Linked DNA regions of Mus musculus: regions 2, 3, 4, 5, 6 and 7 are each linked to region 1. The links are chromatin contacts, called in public promoter capture Hi-C and targeted proximity ligation maps. All regions are on one chromosome and are shown on one strand. The core of a region is the stretch at or near the end of the contact, and the rest is flanking DNA. Distances in the headings are between cores, read along the strand shown. Region 1 holds the start of Smarca2 (SWI/SNF related, matrix associated, actin dependent regulator of chromatin, subfamily a, member 2). Region 2 holds the start of Insl6 (insulin-like 6). Region 3 holds the start of Cdc37l1 (cell division cycle 37-like 1). Region 4 holds the start of Ric1 (RAB6A GEF complex partner 1). Region 5 holds the start of Cd274 (CD274 antigen). Region 6 holds the start of 1700018L02Rik (RIKEN cDNA 1700018L02 gene). Region 7 holds the start of Rcl1 (RNA terminal phosphate cyclase-like 1).

The links. Promoter capture Hi-C pulls out the DNA fragments that hold promoters and counts their contacts.
Region 2: a targeted proximity ligation map of astrocytes shows a contact between it and region 1, with 5 times the contacts expected there. A contact is called at or near these places in 1 of 39 promoter capture datasets (pre-B cells) and 1 of 130 datasets of targeted methods (astrocytes).
Region 3: a contact with region 1 is called in a promoter capture Hi-C map of pre-B cells, with 5 times the contacts expected there. A contact is called at or near these places in 2 of 39 promoter capture datasets (liver and pre-B cells), 1 of 130 datasets of targeted methods (extraembryonic endoderm stem cells) and 1 of 9 other capture datasets (liver).
Region 4: a contact with region 1 is called in a targeted proximity ligation map of astrocytes, with 7 times the contacts expected there. A contact is called at or near these places in 1 of 39 promoter capture datasets (pre-B cells), 1 of 130 datasets of targeted methods (astrocytes) and 2 of 9 other capture datasets (adipose tissue and pancreatic islet).
Region 5: a contact with region 1 is called in a promoter capture Hi-C map of pre-B cells, with 4 times the contacts expected there. A contact is called at or near these places in 3 of 39 promoter capture datasets (hippocampal neurons, liver and pre-B cells), 1 of 130 datasets of targeted methods (astrocytes) and 1 of 9 other capture datasets (adipose tissue).
Region 6: a promoter capture Hi-C map of pre-B cells shows a contact between it and region 1, with 3 times the contacts expected there. A contact is called at or near these places in 2 of 39 promoter capture datasets (liver and pre-B cells) and 1 of 130 datasets of targeted methods (astrocytes).
Region 7: a promoter capture Hi-C map of pre-B cells shows a contact between it and region 1, with 4 times the contacts expected there. A contact is called at or near these places in 2 of 39 promoter capture datasets (liver and pre-B cells) and 1 of 130 datasets of targeted methods (astrocytes).

Annotation. Positions count from the first base shown.
Region 1 is chr19:26,603,763-26,606,462 of GRCm38.p6, reverse strand. It overlaps Smarca2 (SWI/SNF related, matrix associated, actin dependent regulator of chromatin, subfamily a, member 2), which reads right to left and starts at 1,303. Exons shown (of 33, transcript NM_011416.2): 1 at 1,230-1,303. Gm52395 (a long non-coding RNA gene) reads left to right here. Exons shown (of 7, transcript XR_003952911.1): 1 at 1-312; 2 at 414-1,214.
Region 2 is chr19:29,323,969-29,326,668 of GRCm38.p6, reverse strand. Insl6 (insulin-like 6) reads left to right here and starts at 1,351. Exons shown (of 2, transcript NM_013754.1): 1 at 1,351-1,624. The coding sequence starts at 1,354.
Region 3 is chr19:28,988,997-28,991,696 of GRCm38.p6, reverse strand. It overlaps Cdc37l1 (cell division cycle 37-like 1), which reads right to left and starts at 1,330. Exons shown (of 7, transcript NM_025950.4): 1 at 1,028-1,330. The coding sequence starts at 1,159.
Region 4 is chr19:29,520,871-29,523,570 of GRCm38.p6, reverse strand. It overlaps Ric1 (RAB6A GEF complex partner 1), which reads right to left and starts at 1,289. Exons shown (of 26, transcript NM_001081319.1): 1 at 905-1,289. The coding sequence starts at 1,048. A930007I19Rik (RIKEN cDNA A930007I19 gene) reads left to right here and starts at 1,584. Exons shown (of 4, transcript NR_015567.3): 1 at 1,584-1,681; 2 at 2,602-2,700.
Region 5 is chr19:29,366,123-29,368,822 of GRCm38.p6, reverse strand. It overlaps Cd274 (CD274 antigen), which reads right to left and starts at 1,385. Exons shown (of 7, transcript NM_021893.3): 1 at 1,317-1,385. It also overlaps a transcript of Plgrkt not described here.
Region 6 is chr19:29,046,205-29,048,904 of GRCm38.p6, reverse strand. It overlaps 1700018L02Rik (RIKEN cDNA 1700018L02 gene), which reads right to left and starts at 1,422. Exons shown (of 1, transcript NR_028360.1): 1 at 176-1,422. It overlaps Ak3 (adenylate kinase 3), which reads left to right and starts at 944. Exons shown (of 5, transcript NM_021299.2): 1 at 944-1,226. The coding sequence starts at 1,076.
Region 7 is chr19:29,100,010-29,102,709 of GRCm38.p6, reverse strand. It overlaps Rcl1 (RNA terminal phosphate cyclase-like 1), which reads right to left and starts at 1,335. Exons shown (of 9, transcript NM_021525.2): 1 at 1,070-1,335. The coding sequence starts at 1,205.

The sequences.
Region 1 (2,700 bases), core at 54-2,553:
CCTGTTGTGACAGTCAGGCAGAGAGGATTATCCGGATCATGGCCTCCCCAGCCCTCAGCCGCCGTGGCTCTCCCGGGTCCCTGTGCGCCCCTGACACTCAGACCATCCCAGGCGCCCCGCGTCTGCAGCTTCCTCGGCGCTTGCCAAGGAAAGACACCAAGCAAAAGAAAACAAACCCAGAGAGGGGAGGGGAGGCTAACAGAGCCTAGTGGACACCTCGGACCTCTTTCCTTGGGGCTTCCTTCCACCCTCTGTAATGAGACCCGGGCTGGACACCCCGAACTTCAACATCCTAGCCCGCGCTGCCTCTAGGTACCAGACAAGAGGGTCCGCGGCGCCACGGCCATAGCCCCCGGGGCCAACCCTTTCACCTAAAGGCCTGTCACCAATCAACATTCCCTTCCCTGCCCTAGGGAACCCCGGGAGTGGAGGTGACACCTCGGAGCCCCAAGGCACCAACCCTGTGGTAGTGGCCGCCGCCCGCTCAGTGCGCCATCCCAGACTACTACCGCCAAGATCTGCTCTCGTCCCCGCAGCCGGAGCCCTTTAAACAAGTCCCCGGGAGGCGAATAGCAGCCGTGTTGGTTGGCGCCCTGCCGCCAGCCCGGGCTCCTCACCCTCCTTCCCTCCTTTCCTGTTCCCTTCCAACTCTAACGGGGAGGATGGCTCGGGGTGAACTGTCGCGTTTCCAGTCCCCCGCCTCCCAACCCCTCCGCCCCCCGGCCCGGAGTTCCCAAATCCCCCTCTCCTCTTGCCACTAGCCCTCCCCACCTCTGCTTTTTAGGGGATAGGAGGGGGGGGGGGATGCAACCTGGCGGAGAGTGTGTTGCAACCCTGAGTTGGCAGCGCATCACTGTCAACCTGCCCAGGGTCAAGGCTGTGACATGTTGGGATTTCTTCTCCTTGCCCCCTCGAAGTAGTAATTATTACTGTTATTATTAGAACGGCGAGGTTCGGTTGAAACTTTGTTTCTTTTATCGCCACCCGGGAGCTGTGGTTAGAGCATTCCACCTGAGGCCCGCGGGGAAGAGGCGGGCTTTTTTGTTGTTGTAGCGGTTGGCCCGCCTGTTTGTTTTGGTCTTCCAGCATGCACAATAAATAATGATTAGGATAAGGATGCATAATCCGGGGCGAAGGCGGCGCGGTGCCCAAGGGGTTCGGCGGCCGCTGCGGCTGCTGTAAGGCCGGAGCCGTGGAGAGAAGAGAAAGGAGTTGTAAGTTATATTTACCTTGCTCGCGAGCAGTGTGCTGGCTGAATCTTCCCTCTCTGAGTCACCCAGAGTACAGAAACAGAGGGAGCGAGGACTAGATTATGAATATGACTTCATTGATGACAGCCGTCCCCTCCTCTTCCTAAACTCGGGCTCCGCCCCGCGTCCCACCCTCGCCGCCTCCACGGGCGCCGGAAGACGCGCCGCAGTTGGCCCCGCGAGCCGCTCCTCCCTGCCCGGCCCGGCGCGGGTTGGTGGGACGCTCCTGTCACTCGCCCTGCTCAGCGACTCCGGGAGCGCGCGGGGGGAGCAGGGGGCGGTGTGCAAGAATGTGGATCTAGACAGCTCTACTGTATGCGTGGATCTGTGTGTGTCTGCGAGGCGCCGGCTCTCCGCCGTGTTTGTGCCTGGAGCAGAGAAACTGCGCAGGACAAGCAACCAGCCCGCAGCCCTGCTGGACTCGGGAGCCGCACATCCTTTAGCTGGCAGTAGCCTTCCGAGCTTCTCCGAGGAGACTGGGGGAACCCCCCGAAGCGAAGGGGAGGGCAGCCGTAGTAATCGAGCGTAGTAGTTCTGGGGAATGTGGAGACCGTGCTGGAATTTAAGTGTGCCTGCGCCTGCCAGCTCGAGCCTGCAGAGAGAAAGGGAGGGGACGGCGGGGGCAGGGCTCCGGGTGGCACCAAAGCTGTTTGTGGCAGTGTTGGCCGCGGGGGTGGGAGGGAATGGGCATTATCATACGAGCTGAAACTTTTTCGACCCCCGCCTCCTCCCCGTTTCTCTCAAGGCTGTCATAAATTTGCGTTCTTCCCACCCATCCCCAGCCCCCAGTGAAAAGGGAGGCGGCACAAAGAGCGAGCTTGCCAAATCTGTCTCATCCCTAAAGGACTGCAAGCTTCCAAATGCCAGAGAAGAGAAACAGCTGAGAGGCCGGCCGCCTAGTAAATAAATAAACCCAGATAAACCCTCCTAACCCCTCTGTTTACTTCGGAAAGGCACGAAGCACTTTCACCTCCCCTCACCTGTCGTCTTCGAATAAAATATACATAAAAATGTGGGAGGAGAGAACGACCCGCGAGGGTAGGGCGGGAGAGTCAGGGGGCAGCTGAACCATGGGATCTGCTTTTGATTTAAAAAGGGAAATAAATCTCAATCTCTACAGACCGAAGTCTCCTCTCTCTTCCACCCCACATTTAAGACCAATTAAGGCTACAAACTGCAATTTGCCTGCACGTAGTGGTTTGGAGAGCTAGTGTTTCAGTTTTCCTTGAAATACAGTATGTCTGCCGGACCCTAGGTCACTATTTGGTGAGGCGGTTTTATTTTTAGTTTTATGAAGTGTGAAAGAATGTTAGGAGATTTTAAATCAGAGGCCTATTATATTAGACTCAGATTAATGTAGGTGCTTGACTCTTAAAATTAAAACTGCTCCTATGTGGTCATGTTATGAAAAAGTATGATCTATTCCTTATTTTGCAATGTAATGGCGTAA
Region 2 (2,700 bases), core at 102-2,601, 2.7 Mb before region 1:
CTGCTAATAATAGTGTGTAGCAGTTAAGAATGCATTCCCAGGCAGTGGGATGCTTTCGCGGGTTAAGGCACTTGCTGCCAAGCCTGACAATGTGACAACGATCTTGGGGTCCCATATGGTGCATGGAGAGAACTGGATCCAACTTATACACACACATCAGCAGTAAATAAACATCATAATAATAATAATAATATAATAATAATAATGGTGATGATAATTTATTGTAAAAAAGAATGTGCTCATATAAATAAATTAAGGCAATTTTTACCGGGAACCGGATACTAAATGATGCTTTTATGTACATGTAGAATCTAGACTTAAAACTATGTATTTGTGTGTTTATATATGTGTATGCTTAAATGTTTGTGTTTGTAGGTCATGAAACTACAAAAGGGATTCCGAGAGGGATGAGTGCTTAAAGAAGGTAGGAGGCAATCAATTAATAGAGGACATGTAATTAAAAAAAAGCAAAAAGGGGAATTACTAAAGGCAGGAACTGGGAGAGGGTGGTTAAGGGAGGCGAGTAAGAGAGAGTGAAGTACAGTGCGATAGATGTGAGAAGACACCGCGATGGAATGAGTAATTTTTAAAAAGGGTTTATTTATTTTATTTGATATGTATGAGTGTTTGCTTGCATGTCTGTATATGCACCACGAGTATGACTGGTACTGAACCGGAGTTACAGACTACCATGTGCTGCTTTGTTGGTACAGGGAAGCGACCCCGGATCCTCGGCAAGAGCAAGTTCTCCTAACTGCCAAGACATCTCTCTAGTTCCAGTACCAATTTTTTAAAGTTAAAAAATATAATCCATGAAGGAGATAAGTTTCTCCGAAGGGAAGAAATGGCTCCTGTAAACACTAGGCAAAAAGAAGATCACATTCCAGGTGTGGGGGGGATGCTGCATCTCAGAGTCCTAGGTTCTCATATTTCATGAGGCAGTTTCTTGGAGCGCACGACAAGGAAAATGAATGAATAAAGTCAGAGAAAGAAGACATTTTAAAACTTGCATTTCTGAGGCCAAAAGAGCCTGTTAATTTCAACTTTGACGACAAGGAAAATGAATGAATAAAGTTAGGAAAAGAAGACATTTTAAAACTTGCATTTCTGAGGCCAAAAGAGCCTGTTAATTTCAACTTTCTGCAAGCCGGAAGTCCATGTAAGCCTGGAACACCCCGCACCTAACCAAAGTGTTCTGGAGAAGATTGCCTGCGAGGGAGGGCAACCCGAGGGCGGTGCGGAGAGGGGCGTGGCTGGGGGCGTGGTGGGTGGCGAAGGCGGGGCGGGGCGGGGCGGGGCGGGGGCGGGGCGACGGCCGTTGCAGCGCGCCCGGCCCTGTGGCGGAGCCCAGGGATGAAGCAGCTGTGCTGTTCTTGTCTGTTGTGGCTTGGACTCCTACTGACTCCTTTCTCCAGGGAAGAGGAAGAGGAATCCAGACCCAGGAAGCTGTGCGGCAGGCACCTGCTGATAGAAGTTATAAAACTCTGTGGCCAAAGTGACTGGAGCCGGTTCGAGATGGAGGAGCAAAGTCCTATGACACAGTTCTTTCCCCACTACTCACGCAAGGGCAAAGCCTTCAACCCTCACCCTTCTTCCTCCGCCTGGAGAAGATTCACAAACCCAGGTAAAACTCTGAAGGGAAGGCTTGGTAGCTTATCAGTGTGCAAACTCCTCTTTTCTTATCCTTGACTTTGCTCTGCCAGTGAATTTCTGTAGGAAATAGAATTTGTACCTAGTGTACGTGTGAATACAGTTTTAAAAACCATACAGACTTATATGAAGTTCACTTTAGACTTAGAAGAAATAATTTGTTCAGAGTAGGCCTTATTAAAAAGATGGCCTTAGGTTTCATGTATACCCCAAATTCCGTGTGTTATAAGCTTAATCTCCAGGGCAGCGTTAGGAAGTGAAGTGAGGGAATTAAATTTTCTTGAAACGGAGTCAGGCCATTATCACAGAAGTGGATTGTCCTGAGTGAATCTGTTGCAAGATCACTTCATCCTCCTTTTCCGGCACCTCCGCTATGGGATGATGCTACAGGAAAAGTCCTTGGACCCTGGAGCATCTTCAAATCACGAGTCAAATAAATTCTTGCTCATTTGAAATTAACCACTGTCGGGGGCATTGTCAGAAGATAGATATAGGTGATGAGGAACTAGTCACATAGATAGGATGGGATGGGATTGGGGGCGTTTATTTAGAGGAAAAGTTTATTTAGGGGAAAGACACTGCTGTCTGAATTATACGGGGAAGAGCGAGGAGGTCAGGATGTGCTGAACAGGAGGGGAAAAGAAGCAACAGCGTAGGGCAGTAAGGTTCGTCCAGAAGGGCTGAGAGAGGGAGAGCAAAGCCAACGGAGCAATTCATGTGAAGTGAAAACTTAATAAAGGGCACAGGGAAGGACAAGGGCGGATGAGATGAGTCTCGGCATGGATAGCTCATCGATGCAGATAGGTAGATTGTAGTATGGGGACAGATGAAGCTTCTCTGTGGTTTGCAGCAGCACTGAAGGTGAACTAGCGTGCTGAATTGCATAGAGATCTCGTGGTCTTGACCTACCCTTGCCATTCTGATATTAGCCTTTCTCCTATGTTGTAAAATGTGTTTGTAGATTCCCTTAACTAATTTTATAGTTTTTTTCAAAGCAGTGTTTGTAAGTGAAGCAACTTATCAGAACTTTAAAAAAAAATCAATGTTCTT
Region 3 (2,700 bases), core at 81-2,580, 2.4 Mb before region 1:
TGCAATACTAAGTATACACAGATGATACTAGTGATCCGTAACTAGGTGACTACTGACCCATCAATTCTCATTTTGCCTTACTTTCCCTATGACTAGTTGGCTGACCATAGTCTGTGGTTATGAAACAGCATACTGTGGGTGAGCCCAATCAACTCAGCTGACTGACTTGCGGGCAGACAATTTAAACCAGTCATCTTTAAGAAAAGCTATTATAATATTGGACCACATTTTTGCAAAAACGCCTGGAAATCAGACACCTACAATCAATTTCATTGAAAAGATTAGTGTTCAGTCTATGCTTTTGAAATCTGGTTCAAAACACACCCAGGTGAAAAGTCGGGAGAAGGTGATGTTCGCAGCATAGCACAGCACCCCTATAAAAGCCATAACTGGCATATAACACTTGACAGTTTCCGAGGCAAGAAAGCTGGGTTGAAAAACACATGTAGTATCAGAAACTTCGGGAAGAAGCCTGAAAGCCAATTCGGTGGCTGTATGTTTTCACCGGAGGCTGACGCGGAATCAAACTATGAATACAGTAAAGGACCAATGATAGAAACGGAGGTGTGTGCCAGCGTCAAAGGCAAGGCTTACAGAATTTGCTGAGATGTCAGCGCGGCAAAGAGCACGTGAGATGTTTATGTCAGGACTCGGTGTACTATTTTAGAAGTACAATCACTCTCTGTTCCTATCAACTGTGCACAAAGTAGCTGGAGCTCGTAATAAAGGCTCGGATGAAAGCACGCACCAGAGGACAAAGGGTCAATGTTATACACTTGAGCGGCCCCCAAAGCTCCACGCAGACAGCAGCAGAGAGGGGGAGGAGGAACCTCTCGCAAAGGTGAGGGGCAACCAGCCCCGGTGCAGGGACAAGTGTGCGTGGACGTGGAGGTCGGGAATGCGCGCGTGATCGCCTCCTTTTCTCGCGGAAGATGCTGCCAGAGCTGTGGCTTGGCATCAGGCTCCCCCGCGATGCCCGCAGACATTTCCCATCCCCCGCCCCCGGCAGAACGCAGGCCGCTCTCACCTGGGCGCCGCCGTCCGGTACCGGAGAGTAGTGGGACGAAGAGGGGGACACGTCTAAGTCACTCTCCTCCTCGGTTTCCCCGCCAGTCCTCGGGAAGCTCCAGGGGCCCGGTGGCGGCCACGGCTGCTCCATGTCCCACTGGTCCGGGCCCGGCAACCGCCAGCGCCAACGGCCCTGGCGTGAGTGGAACCTGCTGGGCGGAGCCAGCCGCCCGGCCGGCCACGGTCGTTACCCAGAATCCCTCTGCCCCTGGCGAAGCCGATGCACCCCCGGAGCAGGCCTGGACTGTGCCGCCGGCGGACTGCGGAAGAAGAAGTAGCCGGCCGGGACGTCATTTCCGGGGGCGTGACCGGGCGTGGCCACGTCTGGACGAAGAAGCAAAGTCTGGAGTTTAAGTCCGGGAAAGCTAACTAGGGTTTCTGCAGGTTCGGATCCGGGCGTTCAAAGGGTGTTCTGACTTGTCCCTCTTCTATTTCAAAAGCTCCTTCGTGTAGAGCAATCTAAGTCGGAGTCGAGGGGGACCGATTTAGAAAGCACAGCCAACTTTCCTTTAACTTCAAATTACCCGCGACAAGACTGTTCTCCAAACCCTGCTACAGCGGAGGAGGACACTAAAAATAAAATACTGGGGCAAGCACATTTGTAAAGAATTGAGACAAGTAGTAGACGTATCAGAGGGCTTTCCGTTCCTCGTGTCTTTTTAGAATCGTGAAGATCCGAGTACTCACTGTCCCTTTTCTTTTTGAGACAAAATGACCCACCATAGCCCGAGAACACATTTTAAGCGAAAAACTCAAAGATTGGGAATGTACCCTGGCAGTAGAGTGCTCATTTAACTAACACAGGCAAGGCCCTGATTTTAGTTTCTAGGACCAGGGAGAGGGAAACAGACACCTAGGAACTAGGAAAGTCTAACTTCACAACCCGCACGTTTAACAATTTAGCTTGTTGTCTATTCGCAATCAGATAAGACGACAGACTATCAGTCTTTCAAGCTTTGATTGATTGGCAAACTGTAGGTAGGGGTGTGTGGGGGCGTGAGGTTCACAAGGGTAGGCCAGAGGACCACATCAGTTCTCCTGCTCTGTTATTTTTCACAGCATTCCCTTGAGACAAGGTTTCTTCTCGCTGAGCTCAGAGAACTGACACCAAGCCTTCTGTCTCAGCCCATTTAGAGCTAGGATTAGAGGTGCAGGTTTGTTGGGTATTTGAACTACCGTCCTCATGCTTGCTCAGCTACCATTTTTACCTACTGAGTCATCTGCCTTAGCCCTGACTGGCAAACGCTAAAGGCTCGTTAATCCTAATGGTCGAGCGATAGATGAGAAAAATGCTGTTAAGCATGCTGTGTAACATTTAAGGAAGAGGGATGACATGAAAAGCCTATGTGCTTCAGTTCAGCTCTTTCATGATCAGGAAAATACCCAACAGTATTTTTACAGCGGAATCTAATACAAAGACAGTTTTGGGGTGGTAAAAGAAAGCTAAAAATAAGTAAGTAGAAGCAATGGAAGAGTAGATCTCAGCGTGCTGATGTGGAAATATCTCTGAAATGAACAAGTCTGTAATCCTGGGAAAGGCTGAGACATGAGGATTCTCAAGTTCACCACCAACCTGGGCTACACAGAAGGGGCACTCACTGGGTTAAAGAAACCAAATTACAGAATTAGATT
Region 4 (2,700 bases), core at 40-2,539, 2.9 Mb before region 1:
AAAAAAAAAAAAAGCCAGGCTGAAAGCAAAGAATTCTGACCCCATGCTCTTTCTAAGCCTGGAAATAATAATTTCCAGGTGCGGCGCGGACAGACGTGAGCTCCCCGACTCTCCAACCATCCCAGCAGAGCTCTCCAGAGTCCAAGAGCAGCCAAGAAAAGGACTGGAGTCCGTGATGTGTGGGGGAGACCCGGAGCTAAAGTTACCAGATATCTACACTCAAACCCAACAAGTCTTTAAGTTTTCAGAAATCAATTACCACAGGACTGTAAATTCTGACACTTGGTAAAGACCAACAGGCTTTCCGGAACTCCACTAAACAACAACCTTTAAAGCAGGGGTGGGGGGTGGGGGAGCGGGGACGCCACAGCTGCCGGAGTGCTGGGGGACGCTCCAACAGATTGGCTCGGCGGCAATGGGGGCAGAGAGGCAGGCAAGTCTGGGCTCCGCCAGGGAGCTCCAGGCCTGGCGCGCGGCTGTGGGTGCCACGCGGGGACTGGGGTGCAGTGGAGACTGTCCGCGCGCGGCTCCAACTCGAGAGCGAGGGTCGCTCGGGGTAAGTCGGGACCGGCTGGGGTCGCTCGGGGGTAGTTAGTTGGGACGGGACCGCCGTCGCTCCCTCGGAGGGAGTCGGGACTGGCCGGGGTCGCTCGGGGGAAGTCGGGACCGGTCCGGGGTCGCTCGGCGGCAGTCGCGCCAGTTCCAGGGTCACTATAGGGAGGGTGATCAGGATGGTTCTGGGTTCGCCCGGGGTTAGTTGGGACCGGACGGTGGTCGTTCGGAGGGAGTCGGGACGGGGCCAGGGTCGCTCGGGGAGAATCGGGACTAGATCCGGGCCTCTCTGGGGAAGTCGGGACCGGACAGGGGCCGCTCGGGGGAAGTCGGGACGCCGGCGCCTACTTACTCGGCTGTACCAGATGCTGAGGCGGGCCGGGGCCAGCACGGCGAAGAACGCTCTCCGAGGGTCAGACTGGACGTGGAGCGGCGCCTCGGCCGGGCTCCGCGGCGCGCAGAGCAGCCTCTTGGGCCAGCCGCTCAGGAAATACATGGTCCGCGCGCGGCCCCGACAGCCCCCCGGCGGCCCCGGCCGTGTCTGTCACGCTCGGCGGCCCCGGGCCAGGCGCCCACCTCCCACACCGCCACCGGCCGAGTCGGCGGCGGCGACAGCGGCAACTCGGGGCATCTGCCCGGGGGCCGGGCCGGGCCGGGCCGACGCGATGCTGCGCGACGCAGTCTGGGACGCTGACCGGCCGAGGGTGGGGGAGGCGGGCGGCCAGTGGGCCCGCGGCGGGAGGAGCCGAGGCCGGCCCGCCCCGCTCGCCGCTCGCGTCAGCACGCCGCACGGCGCGGGGAGGCTCCGCCCGGCTCCCTCGGACCGCCCCGCGTCAGAACGCAGGCCGCGGGGCAGGACGTCGAGGGCTCGGGACGCCTTGCTGGCTGGCGACCTGGCGCGTGGAGCTGGGGACCGGGATGAGGCGACAGGCTCAGTCAGTGACAATCGGAGCGGCCGGGCCCACTTGCACGATCCCTGGATTGGCGCGACCTCCGGGGTTGAAGGGGGCGGGGCGAGCGGAGCGCGCGTCACGTGACTCCCGGGCTGCGCTTGGAGCTGGGTCTCTGCGACTCCAAGGCTTGGGGTTCGAGTCTGTACCCACAAATCCTTTGTGTGCTGCGGTTTAAAGTGAGAGCTGGTGATGTCCCTGGCCGTACAGAGCTTACATTCTAGGCAGGCTCTTTATTCAGTCACTAAAGTGCTTCAGTCTTGTCTGCCTGTTTAGTTATTAATGCTAGGCGAAGCCAGATGGGGTCTTTTGCAGCCCCAGTAAACTGTTCAGGAAAAGAAATGGACTTAGGTTTTGTGTTGATCCAGACTGGAGATACCGTATTGATGTTTTTAATTTGGGGGTTGGGAGGAATGAAGGGGTGCTCAACTTTTGGACCTGGAACCTTAAAAATAGCTGCAGCTTTTTGTAACTCTTTCAAAGTTTAAAAGTAACAACAAAGTAACAATCCGGATTTTAATAACAATGTAACTTTCCGTAATTGTTCTAACGCTTGCTTTTCGAAGACGTTGACTAAAGTCCCAGCTCACTAGCCTTTTGTTTCCAGAGGATCTCCTAGAATCTCTGTCCTGGTGTGTCCCACAGGCCAACACAGCATTCCTGGGATATTTTAAGCAGAGCAGACCTGAAAACTATTTTTCAGATTTTCATCTGTGTGGACGGAATCTTGATGATCCGAGTTACACCCGCTGGATAAATCAAGAGGTCCAGAGAGGTCTCTGCCTTGCCAATATAAAATCATAGAAGAACTTCGTTGTCTAGTACTTTTCAGACAGAGTTGTACACGTGGCAGAGGAAGTGAAAATGTGCTGCAATTCCATTGAGAATGTTTGCTCTACCTCTACTTCAGTGTGTTCATGTGCCTCACCAGTGTGTCTGCAATCATGGGCAGTGTAGATGTTTCTAAGTAATTTTTAATTGTTTTTTTTTTTGACCTCACTTACTGGTGAGCTTCTGGGTGGGATTCTCCTCCTGTGATCTTTTGTAGCAGCTAAGGTCTACAAAAAAATTAAGAGGATGCTTTGATTTAATTCCACAGAAAACCACAGATGATGGTGCTGGATCATCGCTAGTTAAAGTGCTGGATATGCCCAAGGTCACATGGCCTAAGAAAAACTGCTCTCCCTTCCAAGGACCC
Region 5 (2,700 bases), core at 136-2,635, 2.8 Mb before region 1:
TGTGAGCAGTAGATCAAAAGGGGAAATTCAGGGACCATGTAAATCAGCATGGCCTTTGACCTCTAAACCTGCACCTCTTACATGGGCTAAGAGTCCAGGGTCACCTTCTCCCTCCCTCCGGCAAGAAACTGTAACCTTTCACAAATTCCCAGACAAGAGCTGAGAGCCTTTCACAGAACAGAGTTTAAAGTAAAGAAGTGACGCTCATTCAAGATGGGGAAATAGGTTTGTCCCAGGGGAAGTCCAGATGAAGATCTTGGAACGCCACTTCTTTATCTTCCCATGGGGGGGGGGGGCACGGGGGGGGATGGGGGGGGGAAGAGTGCCTGGGGCGGGGAGGGGAAGCAGATGCAAACTTCCTTTCTCAAAAGAGTGAAAATTTACCCAGTTTTCAAATTCTATCAAATGATCCTGAACCCTGTGCTCAAATCCATCCCTTCTCCATCCCTCCTTAGAGCAGCATATAACCACTATCATGTCTTCCTATCTATGATGCTCAGCTGGGAAAGGTGAATATTTTCCCTGTATAAAGTTCTCCTTAAACACCGCTTGGTCACTATCATCATCAGCTGCGGATACTTTCTGGAATGTATTCTCAGGTTGTTGTTTTTTTTTTTTCTACACAAAGGCCTTTCAGACACTCAAACATAATGAAGTACTTATACATATAAGAGTTTATCTAAATGAAATACCTAGCCATATTCCAGACAGTCACATACACAGATGGTCAGTGGATGACTGAGCTAGTAAGGCACTATTACTAACCTGTGCATTCCTCAGTGGGAGAGTGATGCCCTTTAATAACCCAGCACAATGGAATATAGCAATTAAAAAAAAACTGGCTAAGTAATTCATAGGAAAGCACCTGTAATAATTTATTTTTAAAAAAAGATAGAATATTGTACTTTCACCTCTTATGACAACCCCAACCTAAACTTTAACATAGCCTAGGTCACTGTATCTAAGAACTGTTTGGGACATTTTCTTCCAAAAATCCTTTAGGTTCTCTGGGCAGATAGAATGAAAATCTTAAGCTCCAGCATCCTAGACCTCGACAGAGGAAGGGACCTCCGGAGATGCTTCAAGTGGAAAGACCCAGTCATTGCTAGCAAACAGTCAAGTCGCGCTAGGACCAATTAATTCATCTCTTCTGACCCAGCTACCTACCCACAAGATCCATAAACACACAAAACTGCGGATTCTGAGTTCTTAACTTTCCCAGGAAACCGGTTCCCTTCTCCGTCCTAAAAAGGTCTAGGGATTCTGGCTCTTTAAAGTGCCCTGCAAGCGGATTCCGCGAGAAGATGCTCCCTTACCTGCAGGCGAGGAGACTGGCCCGCGACGTGCAAGTGCAGCCTGGCATGAGGCTTGGGGACCACGATTTCCTGGTCTTATCTCGAGTTCAGAGCCCCGCCCACTCCGCGGAAGCCTTGTCCAACCTCCGCTGTCTGTGAAACCGAAGCCACCCAGTCCCTTTGAGCATGAGTTTATCTCATAGTATTTCCTGCGGATGACTTTAGAGTCAGCTTTGGGATATTCACAGTTTAAGAAAAAACGAAACTAGGCTTCGGTGCGGTGACACACGCCTTAATTCCAGTACTCAGGAGCCAGTGGCAGGTGAGTCTCTGGTCTATAGAGAGAGCTCCAAGACAACCGGGCTGCTACTGAGAGGCTGTCGATAAAAACAAAAACAAACAAACACTATTTAAAAACGAAACTAAAAGTGAAAGTGAAACCTGCATTAGCTTTCTTGTAAATCAGGTTCCCTCAAAGAAACAGTCCAGAGTAAACAACTCAGCTCTATTTTGGGTGGGAGTGGAACCTGAGGTCGGGGGTGGGGGTGGGGGGGAGCGTGTGCTTGGAGATCCACATAGGTTGCCTTCCTCTACAGCTCCCACCTTGATTTTTGAAAGAGGGTCTCTCTTACCTAACCTCGGGCTCGCAGCTGGCCAAACTAGCCGGCCAGCGTGGTCCAGGGATCCCCATCCGCGCCCCTGCTGCCAGGGCTAGGGTCTCAGAAATGGGCCATCACTGCATTTATTATGGGTAATGAGGACCCGAATTTCAAATCTTCAGGCTTGAGCAGTGAGCGCTTTAGAAGCAAAATATCTGAAGTCATAAGATCTCTGACTTAAATTTTATCTTCAGAATCCAGACACTTCAAATTACCATCCGATTCCCCATCTCTTTCAAGCCCTTTCTGGATACGTGGATACGTGACAGTCTTGACATGACTTTACATATAGAGTTATACAACCTATAGAGTTAATATCAAGCAAATGACTCAGTTTTAATTCTAGAAAGTAGGTGTGTCTGTATAATAGGAAATATATTTTTAAATCGTGGATTTGGTGACTTCCTCAAAGTTCCTCGACATAATGAAACCAGTTGTCTTGCCGTTCAAGAACTTCCCATCTCGAACCGTGCCCTTTGTGAACGCTGTGGATCACGGCCAGTCTCGGGATCCAGGTGGGGGAAGTCTATTCTAAATGATGTTGAGAAAGACTTTCTGCGAACTGGAAGTGTGGACTTTTTCCAAGACAAAACCTTGGGAACTCCACAGAGCACTGTCATCTTTAAACATTTCACTGTTGGACTTCAAGGGCCTTCTTCATTCTCTGCTTTCCCCCACTTACTTACTAAAACTACTATTCCAAAGTAGTGCACTGGGTGAATACTGGGGTGTCCGCTGGCTTAGTT
Region 6 (2,700 bases), core at 173-2,672, 2.4 Mb before region 1:
CACTGCTCCCTCCCACACCTTCTGGTTAGTTGTTGTTTGGTTTTTCAAGACAGGGTTTCTCTGTGTAGCCCATGCTGTCCTGGAACTCGCTCTGTAGATCAGGCTGGCCAGGAATCCTGAGATCTGCCTGCCTCTACCTGGGTGCGGGGTTTAAAGACGTCTATCACTGCTGCCTGCTGGTTTGTTATTGTTTTTATTCACAGTACTGTTTCAAAAAGCCTTACTTCCACCCCTGGACAAACAAGCAAGAAAACAAACGGACAGCAGTAGAAACTCGGGTTTGTTCAGCATAGCATTCTCGGAGGCCTCTAAGTACAGTGGCACACAGTAGGCACTGGGTAGCTCTTCCTGAAATGAATGCATTTCTGAAGGAGCTAGTATGTTTGACCTCTGCGGAAGTTAACGGTGACAGCTACTTTTGGTTCTGAAAGTGGATTCAGGGAGATGAGACACATACTTCACTTGATGAAAGCTTCTGTGAGGAGGGTTCCAGGTCACCCCTGGAGGAGAAGGAAATGGGGTGAAAAGGCAGAGGGAAGAAGGTCAAGGGAGGATTGGTGTGAAAAGGTGGGGAACACCTGGTGAACCAGAGGGGCCGAGGGGACACAACACGGGGGCATGCTGCTTCCTGTTGGGTCTGAGCAGGACAGAACTTGGCTCTTAGAAAAGACTAAGGGTGAAAAAGGTGAACACAGAGGGGGGAAAAAAATGAAATCCAGGCACTCAGAGGTGCCAGCGGGAGACTAGAAGTAGAACGGGGTGCTCAGAGGTTGTCCACTGGGGAGAATGCAGACGGGCGCAGCCTGCAGGCTGGGACCAGGCAGCACAGGGCACGAGGGTCTGGGGATGCCAAGAGGCGCCGGGTGGAGCTCAAGGGAGTGGGGTGCAGGGGCGCGGAGGGGCGGTGCAGCAGCCGGCGGGGCGGCCCCGGTGGCCGTCGCTCACTTCCGGGAGAGCCGGGCGTCCTGGCCACCGCCCGCTTGCAGCTGCCAGCCCTCCAGGGCCGCGGAGCCTGTGAGCGCGCAGGCCAGGCCACAGACCAGCGTCTGCGCAGCTCGGACCACCGCCAGCCACCATGGGGGCGTCGGGGCGGCTGCTGCGCGCCGTGATCATGGGGGCCCCGGGCTCCGGCAAGGGCACCGTGTCGTCACGCATCACCAAACACTTCGAGCTGAAGCACCTCTCCAGCGGGGACCTGCTCCGCCAGAACATGCTGCAGGGCACAGGTGGGAGCTGAGACCGAGGGCTGGCGGCGTGCGATCGTCCCGGCGGGGCTTTGCGGGCCGGGGTCGAGGGTCCTGCGACGCGGGTGCAGCGCTCCCCGACCTCGCCTGGGGAAAGAGCCGTTGCGCCCCGAATCCTCTGGCCTCCGTGGGCAGCTTCGGGTAGATGGGGGAGGGGGAAGGAAAGGACTAGGAAGTTCAAAGACTGAAGGAAAGCCCTTGGCTTTGTTTTTAGAAGCTCATTCGACACAGCTGGCAGCTGCGGTGGGGGTCCAGCCGGGGGGAGCTGTGCCTGTCTCTCCACGTGTCCTTGTATGCAGAAGGCAGGCTTTGGCTCTGCCAGGGCTAGCTTCTTTTTTTTTTTTTTCCCTACACCCCCCCCTCCCGCCCATGGTAAGCTCCGTGGGATCTTGTAATTCTGACCTTTCTCTCTGCAAGGTCAAGTATTACTTATTTTCATTGCAGTCACAAAGTTGGCTTAGATTTTGATGCCCCCAGACATTTCTTAGTCACTAAAGTTGTCCTTGTAACAGTTACATAAACGATTGCTGTGTTTCTCCTTCCAAAGTCTTCTAACTCAGCACAAAAAATCTAGCCAACACTTTACAAAGGGTGGGTTTGTGGTAAGTTCTATTTTAAGAAAAGCATTTTTAAATTTATTTTTTGGGACAGTGTCATTCGATGTATTCAAGGATAACTTTAACTTAAGTTTGACATCCTCCTGTCTCAGCCTCCCTAGTGAGTGCTGGGATTCCAGGCGCCAGCCAACTAACAGCTGTAAACTATTTTTTAAAAGCTTGCACTAGATGTGTTTCTCCACAATAGTGTTGACCTTCAATTTCAAACTAGTGCCTATTTTGAAAATTCATTTGAAGCTTATTTACACAGAAATAATACCTGTTCAAGGTTTTAAAAAAAAGAAAGTAAAGGCCAGGGAGAGGAGGGAAGACAGAAATGTATAAAGTAAAAAGCAAAGTTTTCTCTTAGTCCCTACCTCAGCCCAGAACCTCGGAGAGAAACAGTCTATCTCCTTCTGGAAATGTCTTTGTGTAAAGCTCCTTCTTACAACCTCAGTGTATCAAGTTACCATCTACTTACTCCACATCAGTGTTTTCGCACACTGCATTCAGCCTGCCATCCCATATGGAGACGTTGTCCGGTTCCGCACTGCACTGCTTACCCTGTGTCTGCTGAATCTACCGCGATTTATTTACCTCTCCACTCCCTCCTGGCGGGTGTATAGCTAGTTTCTAGGAAAGGGTGTTTTTTGTTTGTTTAAAAGACACTGATATTCAAGTGTGTGCGTGGGGGTGGGGGTGTGTGAAAACCCACAGTTTTCAGTTTCTTTGGCTCGATCCTCTGCACCCCTCAAGCATGTTTTCGTTTTCTTCTAATGTCGACCTTAAGAAATAATAAAGGCTGCAGTTAATTAAAGTTTATCGAAAGGTTATTTGACTCTTGCTAAATGTTCTTAGTG
Region 7 (2,700 bases), core at 86-2,585, 2.5 Mb before region 1:
AAGAAAAGAAAAAAAAAAAAAAAAACCTCGCAAAAATAAACATACCAGCCTGACCCAGGAGGTCTCCTGAACGAACTACAACCCCCCCCCCCCTTTCAGGCTACTGATAGTTTTTTTTTTTTTTCTCTTTTTGGTTTTAATTGGTTCAATTGTCTTTATCAGAAGGGATCTTGGAGACACTTTTGAACACGCACCTAAATTCTAGGGGAACAGCTGCAAACCAAAGCCATTTAACAAGACGCGGGTTCAAATGATGGGTTCAACCTATCTATCTACCTTTGTGAGACAGATAAATCAATAAGACCTTTGAAGCCTGCAGTTTAATGTTTGGCCTTCCTTTTCCTTAAGCCAAGACAACTACGTCTACGACGTAAAAACTATCTTGGTTGAGCGCTCAGGAGCAGACCTGTAATCCCAGCACTCGGGAGGTGGGGAGGTAGAAGGAACAGGACTTGAAGGGCATCCTCAGTTACATACATAGTTTGAAGGCAACCTGAGCAACATGAGACTCCGGTTCAAGAAAAACAAAACAAAACCCTATTACAAAGCTTCGCTACTGCGCACATCGGTGACTAATAGAAACAAGCGCATCGTTTAAAAATAAAATTTTATAATACACTTCCGAAGAGATAGGGCGGGGGTGTGGTGGGGGGGGGAGGAGATAAATAATGGCGACAAAAACTGGTGTCCAAGCGGGGCAGCGGTTTCAGAGACCTGCTTTGGATGAGATTGGGAAACCAATCTGTGGTACTTTTCTCTCTAATGTCTCACTCAATCACTAGATGTTGGTCCAATAAACTGTTTGTTTTTCTCCAGGGAGGTTTATGGCGAAAGCAAGAGACTCAAGAGAGGGAAGCGAGTGGGCGATGCCTACGATTCGTAGCAACAAGCTAGCCAGGAAAACGTGCAGCTGTTTACTACCCGTGCCCAGGAGCCACAGGGCATCCTTCCACGCGTGGCGCAGCTCGCGGACAGATCTGTCGCCCGACCACCATCCCTCCCACGCGCCCAGTGGCCACTCCGGGCTACGACCCCGGGTCCTCCCTCCTCGCGCCCCCTCCCAAGTCACCTCGGAGGCCCGGGTTGTCGTCCCTGGCGCGAATCCTGCGGATCTTGACCGGTCGCCCGCTCAGGGTGGACAGGACCAGCCGCTGGCGCAAGAAGTTACACCCCGCGTAGCTGAGTGAGTGCGCCTGGGTCGCCATGTGCGCGCCGTCCGCAGAGGCCCGGGACCCGGGACCCGGGAGCGCGACCAGGACCAAGGCAGCCCCCGACGCGTCCACGTGGTTTAGAACAGGAAGACAGAGCGACTAGACACCGGGTCAGAGGGGAGCGGGGCGGAGCCAGCGGCCGCCCGCCCGCCTCCTCCCCTGGCTGGGGCGGCCCGGCCTCCGAGGCACACTACCATTGGCCCACGAGGGATCTGGGTGTTGCCCTCTCTGCGTCGCCATTGGTCTGCGCTGTAGCTGGGCGGTGCTCATGCCGCGTTGCCATTGGCCGGTAGTGAAAGAGGGCGGTGCCCGGGCCCCAGCAACAGCGCGCGGCTGGAGGGACCCAGTTAGTGCTGCGGGGAAACCCCGGCGCCCAGACGCCTTGGGGGTCTGTCTGTCTGTCTGTGCCGGACTTTCACGGCCTATGCGATAAAGGAGGCAATGGCTCCGCCTGGGTGCCCACAGCTGGTGGTACTTAGCAACGTACCTACGGCAGCCCCGGGCAAGGATGCTAGCTAGCCTCTCCCGCGTTTTCCTGCCACCGAAGAGAACAGGATTGACACGCTTACCCTGTTGTAGGCGCCTTGTCTGGGTCTGAGCCGAAATCCTCTGAGGTGCAGCCTGCAATCTTTCACTCCCGGGAAATTGCCAAGCTGTCAGAGGCTGCCTGAACTAGGACCCCGAGCCTTTAGACAAGAGACCGCTGCTTATTTTGTAATGAGGGGCCTCTCTTTGTCCCTTTCTCAGCTGCCCCTTCGTTCATATTCTTTGAGTTTGGTGTCAAGACATATCTGTAACCTCGCATGACTCAAAATGGACAGTTGCAATAACTTCAAGACATACATGCTCATGCATGCACGGGGGATGGGTGGGTGGAGATCTTGCTTTTCCATCTGTCCTGTCATCCAAGCTTGCACTACAAAACCTTTCTAAATATTGTACTGTTTCACGCCTCCATTAAAAAAACAATCAAATGACTACCAACTTAGGAACGCAGTGGTCTTAGTGTTAGGTTTACAGCCAGCCATTCACGGGCTGTAACCCCAGACCTTAAGTCCCAGAAAGCACAGTGAAGGATGGAGTAGAAGCTGGAGAAAGAAAAAAAAGGGGGCCATCCTAAGCGAGTGAGAGTCCCAAGGAAACCCCGAGGAGCATCAGTGGCCATCAGAGAAGAGTCTACGGATCAGCCCTGAAATCCACTGAGGCAGCTAACCCACTTACCACAACGCCATTCTGTTAAGACTGCCTTTACACAGCTAAGCGGCATCTGACAGGCAGCGTTCTTTGGAAAAGCTCCAGGACCCATAGGCTCTCCTCTAAACGTTGTTGTGAAGAATACTAAAGCACCAGGGGTACTTTCACATCAGGAATGGATTTTTCATTTTCTTTTTTAATGCTATCTCGTTTAATTACTCAATAGTCTTTAGAAAAAAGATATTATTCAATAAAGAATGCTCACATCCGTTCAGAGCTCACTGCTTTCAATGGA